Regions from separate parts of the Mus musculus genome. Here region 1 is linked to region 2. Evidence: chromatin contacts called from public HiChIP or PLAC-seq data. All regions are on one chromosome and are shown on one strand. Each heading gives the region's core, a stretch centred on a gene start, on an enhancer-like site or on the middle of the called end of the contact. The rest is flanking DNA. Distances are from core to core; before and after follow the strand shown.

Region 1 (4,848 bases), core at 2,135-4,634, 220 kb after region 2:
CTCCCTCTTCCAGTCTATGGATCTGAACTCCCAAGAGGGAAGGGTGTCACCCGAGGAGAGGCATCTCTCATTTTAGGAGAGTACCTGCTACCTCCACACCTTTTCTGGTCCTGCAAAGTGTGACTTTGAAACCCTGGGTGGATTCTGTACGAGGTGGTGCCACACCAGTCTCACAGCCAAATGTCATCCAGCTTGCTAAGTGTACAGACCTTTGAAGGGAATAGAAGATTTTCTCTCTGAAGGCTTCCTTCCTACCATTGCCTGGTTGATACCTATCTAGACTGGTGGGCTGGTTTTGGAGGCAGCTCTGATGGCCTGGGAACTGAAACACGGGTTTAAAAACTTGTGCAAGGTACCAGAACCAGCTAGTTATGGTGGGCAGAATCTGAACCCAGGCGTCCGGCAGCTCCTCCCTCTCCCTTCTTACCCTCTGTGTCAATGGTTCTCACAAGGACGACCTGGAGTCTGTCTTTCTTCGAGGAGGAGAGAACAAAGCCACGGTGGTCCCATGCCCTCCAGTCTTCCACCAGACCCCCAGCAACTCTCTTGACAGTGCCTTCCCAGGCTGGGCTGCAGGTGCTTCTGCAAGGCCAGGGTAACCGTGTGGGGGTTGTTTCTTTTCAGTCAAGCTGATCAGTTGCTGAGGCCTTTCCAGCGCCATGGTGGAAATGCCCTGTACTTGTCTGTCTGTCTGTCTGTCTGTCTGTCTGTCTGTCTGTCTGTTCTTGAGGAAACAATACCCAAAGAGGTCAGGAAACTCGGCTGAAGATATGCAATAGTTAATGGCGGAAGTGGACTGAGAACTGGATCTTCAGTCTCCCAGACTGGTATATTAATTAAGTACCATGCATGGGTTGCGCTCAAGCTCTCCCCATTAGAGTGCGTCTGCGATGGAGTGAATTAGCTTCTTATTCAGCCTGGCTCCTTGCCCCAAGACAACTGCTTTCTGGTGCAGAATTTGTTTGTGGTATGTTCAATTGGGGTTTGTTGTGGTGGTGGTGGTGGTGATGGGTGTTTTGTAATAGAATGTTGGTCTTGAACTTGCTATGGAGCCGAGGATGATCTTGAACTCTTGAGGTTTCCCCTTCCCCCTCTAATATAAGATTACAGGCACGAACCACACTAGCTTTATTGAGCATTATTGACCAGGCTGGCCTGGACCTCTTACTCCTCTTGTCCCAACTTCTCAAGTGCTGGGATTACAGGTGTGTGTCACCATGCCTGACTTGCATTTTTTTTTTAAAGACAGATTGTAGGCTGGAGATCTCAGTGGCTAAGGGCATTTGCTACCCTTGCAGAGGACCCAGGTTTGCGTCCATGCACTCACATGGTGGCTCACAACCATCTATAAATCCAGTTCCAGAGGGTCTGACGCCTTCTTCTGACCCCTGAGGACACTGCATGCACAGGGTGCACAGACAGACATGCAGGCACACCACCTCAACACATTAGGTAAAAATCACATACACAAACACACAGAAAGAGGGGAAAAGCGGGCTGTGCATTCATAATGAAGACCGTGACTCTGGGGGAAATGGGCTAGAGACATAATGCCATTCCCCATGGGCCCTTCGAATCACTCCAAGTCCCAGGGGCTCACTACAAGTGGGAGAGTGAAGTTTTCCTGGAGGGGAAAAGCAAGGGTTAAGTGCCAACAGGGTGTCTGAGTCGCCCTTGTTCTTTCCCCCTATATTTGAAATCTGCAGTTGAAAACATTTATTGTTCTCCTTCAGACTTGTCTCTATGCCCAGCTTGCTTATTAGGGAGTGGATGCGTATGGCCGACACCTGATAATTCCAGTGACTTACATTTGAGTCATAGAAGAGTCTTGTTTTAGAGTACAATTTTCACAGCTTTTATATGCATATACAAAAACATTTTAGAATAGGGGATTTTTCAAAGTATCAAAAGCAAGCACTGCTTTGATTTCATTTCTTAGACGGACAAATAATTATGAAAACAGACCCTGGAATTCCCCAGAGCTGACAGATACCTTTTATAACCATGGCTGTTCACTTAGAACTGACGAAGCCCAGGCTCAGCACAGGGAAGGATGGATCCTCAAGAAATAAAGCTATGGTGGCAGGAGAGATGGTACAGGAGTTAAGAGCACTTACAGCTCTTCCAGAGGTCCCTGGTTCCATTCCCAGCACCTACACAGTGACTTACAACTGTCTGTTATTCCAGTTCCAGGCGAATCTAACACCTTCTTGTTGCCTCCGAGAGCACTGCATACATTCCATGCCCTTAAAGAGGATGCAGTGGGTCCTGGCACTCACATAGTGCCTAACAACCATCTGTAACACCGTTTCCAGAGGATCTGCAGGTACCGCATTACATGCGGGGTATGCAGACATACATGCATGTCACTATGCAGATACCTGTACACATCAAAAGAAATAATAAAAAATTAAATTAACAGTTTTGTGGAGTTGAATATATATATCAAAGAGCTATATGTTTCAAAGAGCTATTGGGAAGTGAGTTAGCTTGTGGTCATCTTGTGGTTTCATCTCCTGTGACAGCAACCCTCTGCTGTGTGAGCGATCCTACCAAACATCCCAACTTCCTTTAGGATGGTTCCTTCAGGTCATAGACTCACTATAGTCCATATTTAATCCAAAATAGGAAGAGAAAGACCTAGCAGGTAGGCAGTTGGTCAGAGGTGGGAAACAAACACTTAGTAGTCACTAAGCTGTGGTGCAGACGTAGCCTCTGTTCATGGCAGTGTGCTTTCACACTGGGGTTTCCTTCTGCTAGTGGTGGACATTGTAAGGATACACTGTGGCCCCTTAGGTGGGAAAGAATGGCATTGGTCATGGGTCATTGTACCAGGATCCGCAAACTGGCTGCTTCAGTAGAAATCTACTGAGAGACAAGAAGGCCAAGGCCAGGTATCAGCTGGTTGATTGCTTCCAAGGGCTGACTGATGGGAGAGAGTTTTGGTAGTTTGCTGGGCTTGCTGGCATCCTGTGGCTTCTGCTCCCCAGCCTCTGCCTCCCCCCTCTCATGACTCCTCCCTGCATGTTTTCTTTCTATAGGAAGGGCAGTTACCCAGGGCCCACCAGGCTCTCTTGTTACCTAGTTACATTTGCAATGACCAGGTTTCCTAATATAGCTACATTCTTAGGGCTTAGGGCTTAGAAGTTAATGGACATTTTAGAGGACAAGGTCTATCCTATCACCCTTCTGTCAACTCTACTTGCTTCTACTGCAGCTCTTAGAAACTGAGTGAGTCAGTTCATGGGGCTGTTCGTGGCAGCGCTTGCTGTGTCCTGTTGAGAACTTATTTATTCCCCACTTTCTGTCTTCCTGCTTAGCTCACTTAGTAGGAATCCAGTACACAGGGCTCAGGATTCCGGGTAAGCCAGTCTAGGAATCAAGGTGCTGGAACCAAGCCAAGCCAACCAGGCTGTCTCCATTGCATGTGTGACCTGCCACCTACTTTCTCCCTTTCTGAATCCTGAGTTCTCTTTCCTGTAGAGTGGGTGCTAACAGGCTTGGGGAGCATAAATGACAGGGTGCCAGTCAAGCTGACCCGAGATGGTAAGCTATGGTCGGTCCTTCATGTTCGCTATCAGTCATCCAGCCAGGGTCCCAGAGTTCCTCCCACCCCCCACTTTGTTCTGCTGCCGGCGCTACTTCACCTACTTCCATTGAGGAGGCTCCACCAGCTTCTCATTACCTTCTTGTTCCATATTTTGTCATTCAAGGGTCCCCAGGTGTGGCCACTGTGACACCCTCCGACCTTGCTGAAGGAGTAGCCTGCTAACAAACTGCCTCTGACCTACTTTCCAGCCCAAACTGCCTTTCCCTCTTTTTCCCCAGACAACCCAGGATCACATTTGCCTCCCTTATCTTTGCCCGGAACGCCAGCCTTTCATTCCTCTCATGTTCAGTTAAATCCTCAGACTGGCTCCACTGCCACCTATCCACAAAACACCTCCTCTTCCAACACAGAGCACCCTCTGCTTTGAACTGCAGGATCTGCCCTGTGGCAACTGAGGATCTACAGGGCCACCCTGCTGGGGCTTGTACTTTGTGGATGCCATGGCTGTGACAGTTTCGGATCCTTCAAGGCCAGGTCATCAAGTAGAAAGTAGGTCAGCTCTGAGATCTTGACCATTTTGCACTGGCCACTAGAGTGCAAATAGGTCATTGAAGAGCAAACTTTCAAGTGTCACTATAATTGGGCCAGGTGGCAAGATTTGGGACTGCCTAAACTGATAGAGCAAGTTAGTGGCTTCGCCTGGAATAGAACTGGTTACTGTTCCTAAACACGGAGTTAGCCATGCCCCCAACTCACCCACCCACTTGGAAATTTCAAAGGGAAAAACAGGCTGCTGGCATTCAGGGCAGCCTCGTGTGGGAATGGCTCCGCAGAGGCAGCTATGAGGGATCTAGGAAAATTCATACACCTCTGGGCAGCTGGAGATGGCAGAGGCGTGTGTCTCGATTGTTGTGCTTGAGTAGCAGGTGGTGGCTGGCACAATGTGGCCGTGCCTTGGGAAGCCTCCAAGGGCTAGAACTGGCTTCCCATCTTCACAGCCAGGAGTTGTCGGGGAAAACAGAAAGCACAGAGTATGAATGAATAAACACACACACTTCTACAAATGAAGGAGTTGGCCAACACAGTTGTAGGAACTGGCAAATCCAGACGGCGGGACAGTAGAACACTCCGACAGCTCATCAGAGGTCAGGATACTGCCAGCTTTCCCCTCCTGGAAGCCTCAATGTTGTTTCTGAGGGTTTTCAATTGACTGGATGTGACTACTCAATTACTGATCATACTGAAAGTCAGCTGGTATACCCACATCTGTCAATTCCTACAGAGCATATAGCCTGGTA
Region 2 (4,351 bases), core at 875-3,374:
TTAATGCATCTTAAGGTTTCTACTGATGCGATGAGACGCCATGACCAAAACACATCTCTTCTATCCACATCACAGTTCATCATCCAAGGAAGTCAGGACAGGAACTCGAACAGGGCAGGGTCCTGGAGGCAGGAGCTGATGCGGAGGCCATGGAGGGTGCTGCTCGCTGGCTTGCTCTCCTGCCTGCTCGGCCTGCTTTCTTATAGGACCCAGAACCATCAACCCAAGGCCACCCCAACGACAATAGGCTGGGCCCTTCCCTATCAATCGCTAATTAAGAAAACAACTTACACGCTTGCCTACAGCCTGATCTACAGTTCCCAGTTGAGGCTCCCTCCTCTCTGCTGACTCTAGCTTATATCAAGTTGACATGAGACTGTTCAGCTCATAACGTGAGGTGTTCCTATCACTGAGGCATCTACCCACTACTTAGATGTTGATGGACAATGAGGAATTGGGTGTATAAATTGTAAACAAAATACATTTTTATGGAGGTACTGATTTGAAGTCACCTTCAGTGTATTTTCTCACATCTCTGACTTCAGAGAAACAAGCCATGCCCTTATGTGCATGTTTTTATGTAGGAGAGTCTGACCTTAGCCTGGGAAATGGCTGCTTTCTTGTCCTGTACAGTCTCTGTTGAGCATTTCCACCTTTTGTGAAGGGTGGGTTCTAGACAATCTAAGTGAGAAGAGCATACAGAAGAGAGTTTTTCCTTTTTTTTAAAAAAAATTATTTATTTATTTATTTATTTATTTATTTATTTATTTTGAGACAGGGTTTCTTTGTATAGCCCTGGTTGTCCTGGAACTAGATCTCTAGACCAGGCTGATCTCAAACTCACAGAAATCCACCTGCCTCTGCCGCCCAAGCGCTGGGATTAAAGGTGTATACTACCATTGCCCGCAGATTTTGCATCTTAACTGCTACAACTCACTACAACACTCCCCGTTCCTGTCATTCCAATACCTCTTTCCCACTCTCCTATCCCCTGTACCCATCTCCTCCAAGACTTTCCAAGTTCTGCTTTCTCCTGACATCTTTCCCAGGGCCCCAGCTGGAAGCTCCGCCTTCGAAGGGCTCTGCCCACAAAGGGCTCCGCCTGCCACGGACCATAGGTTGGCTCTACCCAGCACAGCTTTGTAAGGGCTCCACGTTGTCTCATAAAGTTATAGGTGATCTTCCCGAAGCCTTCCAGAAGGTTCTTCCTCAGCCTTGAGGCTCTGTTATGCTTTGACCCCAGGCTGCTTGCTCCCAAGGTCGATGAGTGTTTACCAAGATCCAAAGACTTGTTTTCCCAGTAACCCTCACAGGGGAAATTTTCTCTAGACTCGGTCCCTCTTGGCGTGAGGGGATGGAGGGTAGGTCAGCGCCTCTGACCACATTTCTTCTGGGGACTGTTTTCCCCTCATTAATCCTGCTGTCAAGATTAAGAATAGCTCGAGACCCTGCGGCAAAGGCTAATGGAGATTGTTTTGTTCTTTTTCTTCCCTCTCACCCTGTTCCTATGGAACCTTCTTCTACCTCCTTGCTAAATACACATCTCCTTTCTGATTGGACGTCACACTTTTCAAAACAAAACATGTGAGAGGCTGCCTTAAACACAAGGATGAAAATCTCCCAGGAAAACTCAAGGTTCTGTGGGCAGCAGTGTCACATTCACAATGTGGACAGGTGACGCTTGATTTTGTTTTAAACATATTGGAATTCTAGCAGTATCCAAATGCCCAGAGATTTAATGAGGGCATGTGTTCTCAGGAAACAGAAACTCACCCAAATTATGCAAGTCAAACAGACAGGATAGAAGTTAGTGGGGCCAGCCATTTCTGCCTTTCCAAACATAGTAGACATGAAGGTTTTAAATTTTTATTTATAAAGGGAACATTGCGTTTAAGGTTCCAGACTACAGAATTGCTACAACTGCAGAGAGAGTAAATTCTCTACTCCTCGTGATGTGTAATTTTAGCTCTATAAAGCGATATAAAGATTGTGACATATGTGTCAACAACTGGGGCATCAGGCCCTGGGCGATGACCCAAAACAACTTTCCTCAGACTTACAACACAGTAACTGGGAGGGTTATTGGCAGCCAGCCTGAGAGAGGCTCTGACAAGGAGCTCAGCAAGCCTGCCAAATGCGACCTCCTTCCAGAACGAGGTCAAAGTTGTCTGCAGAAGCCAAGGATGCAAAGTGGAAGTCAGAGCTCTGACCAATCAGTAAGTTAAGTCGCTGTTGGTGCCCGTCTGGAGCCAGCCGTCTGGAGCCAGCCATAGGTTTGTTTGCTCCACTGGCAATCCTGTCTTATGAATATGTAAGAGCAAGACCGTGACACTCTACACTTGTGCCCACTACCACCAAGGGAAGTCATTTAATAGTCCCGAACATTTAGTGACAACTCTTTCACACCATTTCAAGTTCACTTCCATCTTCTCTTACCGTTTGTTTTAGAATTGTCTTGTGGCTGATAATAAATAAATAAATAAATAAATAAATAAATAAATCCTACTACCTAAATTAGGGTGTGAAGATCTCCCAGCACCCAGTTCTCTGCATATGAAGAATGGCAGAGCTTAACCCCGTGCTCAGACTCAGGCATGGCAGCTCTGTCTCAACTTCCTTCCTTCCTCCCTCCCTCCTTCCTCCCTCCCTCCTCCCTCCCTCCCTCCCTCCTTCCCTCCCTCCCTCAATCCTTCCCTTCCTCCTCCCTCCCTCCTTCCCTCCCTCCCTCCTCCCTCCCCCCTCCTACGCAAATCCAGACAGGGTGAAGCCAGGACCATCACTGATTCACCATTATTAAGAAAGAAAGAGCCCGGCAGTGGTGGCCCAGCACTTGGGAGTCAGAGGCAGGCAGATTTCTGAGTTTGAGGCTAGCCTGGTCTTCAGAGTGAGTTCCAGGACAATCAGGGCTATACAGAGAAACCCTGTCTCAAAAAGGAAGGGAGGAAGGAAGGGAGGGAGGGAGGGAGGGAGGGAGGGAGGGAGGGAGAGAGAGAGAGAGAGAGAGAGAGAGAGAGAGAGAGAGAGAGAGAGAGAAGGAAGGAAGGAAGGAAGGAAGGAAGGAAGGAAGGAAGGAAGGAAGGAAGGAAGGAAGGAAGGAAGACAAAGAGGGGGAGGGAGGGAGAGAGAAGAGGGAGGGGGAGGAAGGGGGGACACAAAGAGGATAAAAGAAGACAGGAAGAAAAAGATGAGGTTTGACTTTGACATTTGGCCAGAACAGTACCAGTGGTAAGGCACACGCCACTTCAATCCTTTGTGACAGGCAGGGTCAGGGACTGGGCCGTCATGATGTATCCTCCCTCAGCAGAAGGTTTTGCTTCCCAGCTTCCTAAGCAAATGAAATGGAGGAACAGTGGTCCCCTTGACCATCAGAGATTCTTCTGTCACCAGAAGCAGATGAGATGAACAATGTATGCAAGGACTTTGGAGATAATATGGTGGTAAGAAAATGTGAGGCCACAACATACTTATGAGGTGACATATCATCTATTCCAAGCAAAAATTGGACAGAACTACCACTAACATTTTAATCCAAAATTCAAAACAAAGACCTGAAAATCAAACTGAAGCCAGTCTTGGAATAGGGGACTGACTGTGCTCTGCAAGGGAACCAAGGGCTGCAATGGGTCTGGCTTCAGCCATAGACGCCACAGGGTGATGCCCATGGAGAGACGGGCTGAAGGACAGCACAGTAACTTGGTCCAGCGTTGAGGAAGACAGCCTGGCTCCCTCATCTGCTCCTCTCTACACTGGGGTACTGGAACCCACTCAGTGAGCTGAGGAGGACCTAGATTCCTGCGTGCCCTCCTCCCTGGAGTGCCCTTAGTCTGTGGACTGACTTACAGCCATTGCAGCTTTGCTGAACAGCACAGTGAGGCCCTCTCTTTTCAGATACATTGGCTTAGCCGTTTTAGAGGCTTTTAGCACTCTTCAGAGGTTTTTAAAATTTACCCAACAGTGTAATTTCCTTAGTCTGTCTGGTGTTGCTGATAGCACAATACCAGCAGACGGGACAAATTATAAAGAAAAGAGGTTTATTTTGGCTTGTAGTTCTAGGTCCGGGTTGAGGGGCTGATCTGGCGATGGCCCTGTTCCTGAATGAGTCCTGGAATGCTGTAAGGTGCTGCATGGCCAGAGAGAGCTGGCCTGACTCCCTCATAGGATACCCACATTCAGATAACATTCTACACTCTTAATCATAGGATGGAGAGCCACTCCCTCATGAAGGCAGAGCCTCAGCCCTTGCAAATCCTGTCTCTTAGAATCTTTTAATGGGGACTAAATTTCAGCACTTTCCTTTCAGAAGGAACATTGTCAAACCACAGCAGTGATTCATATACAAGGTCTAGGCCCA

What was found. HiChIP or PLAC-seq counts read pairs in DNA pulled down with a chosen protein or histone mark.
Region 1: an H3K27ac HiChIP or PLAC-seq map of embryonic stem cells shows a contact between it and region 2, with 7 read pairs. The contact joins two enhancer-like sites. A contact is called at or near these places in 3 of 39 promoter capture datasets (all in embryonic stem cells), 2 of 15 datasets of contacts at CTCF or cohesin (pro-B cells and stem cell-derived epiblast-like cells), 71 of 484 Hi-C or Micro-C datasets (B cells, the C2C12 cell line, the CH12 cell line and 26 more), 9 of 115 datasets of contacts at active chromatin or transcription factors (cardiomyocytes, effector CD8 T cells, embryonic stem cells and 1 more) and 2 of 9 other capture datasets (embryonic stem cells and macrophages).

Annotation. Positions count from the first base shown.
Region 1 is chr6:51,434,512-51,439,359 of GRCm38.p6, forward strand. All of the region lies in intron 1 of Nfe2l3 (nuclear factor, erythroid derived 2, like 3), which reads left to right. Among named protein-coding and RNA genes, the nearest start is that of Nfe2l3, 4.3 kb to the left of the region's middle. Within about 2 kb of position 3,385, at least 22 of the 459 cell types and tissues checked have an H3K27ac peak or open chromatin away from gene starts, as enhancers often do. A contact at or near this core is called in granulosa cells, where this site is marked.
Region 2 is chr6:51,214,522-51,218,872 of GRCm38.p6, forward strand. No RefSeq gene overlaps it. Among named protein-coding and RNA genes, the nearest start is that of Gm32403, 9.3 kb to the left of the region's middle. Within about 2 kb of position 2,125, at least 48 of the 459 cell types and tissues checked have an H3K27ac peak or open chromatin away from gene starts, as enhancers often do. A contact at or near this core is called in granulosa cells, where this site is marked.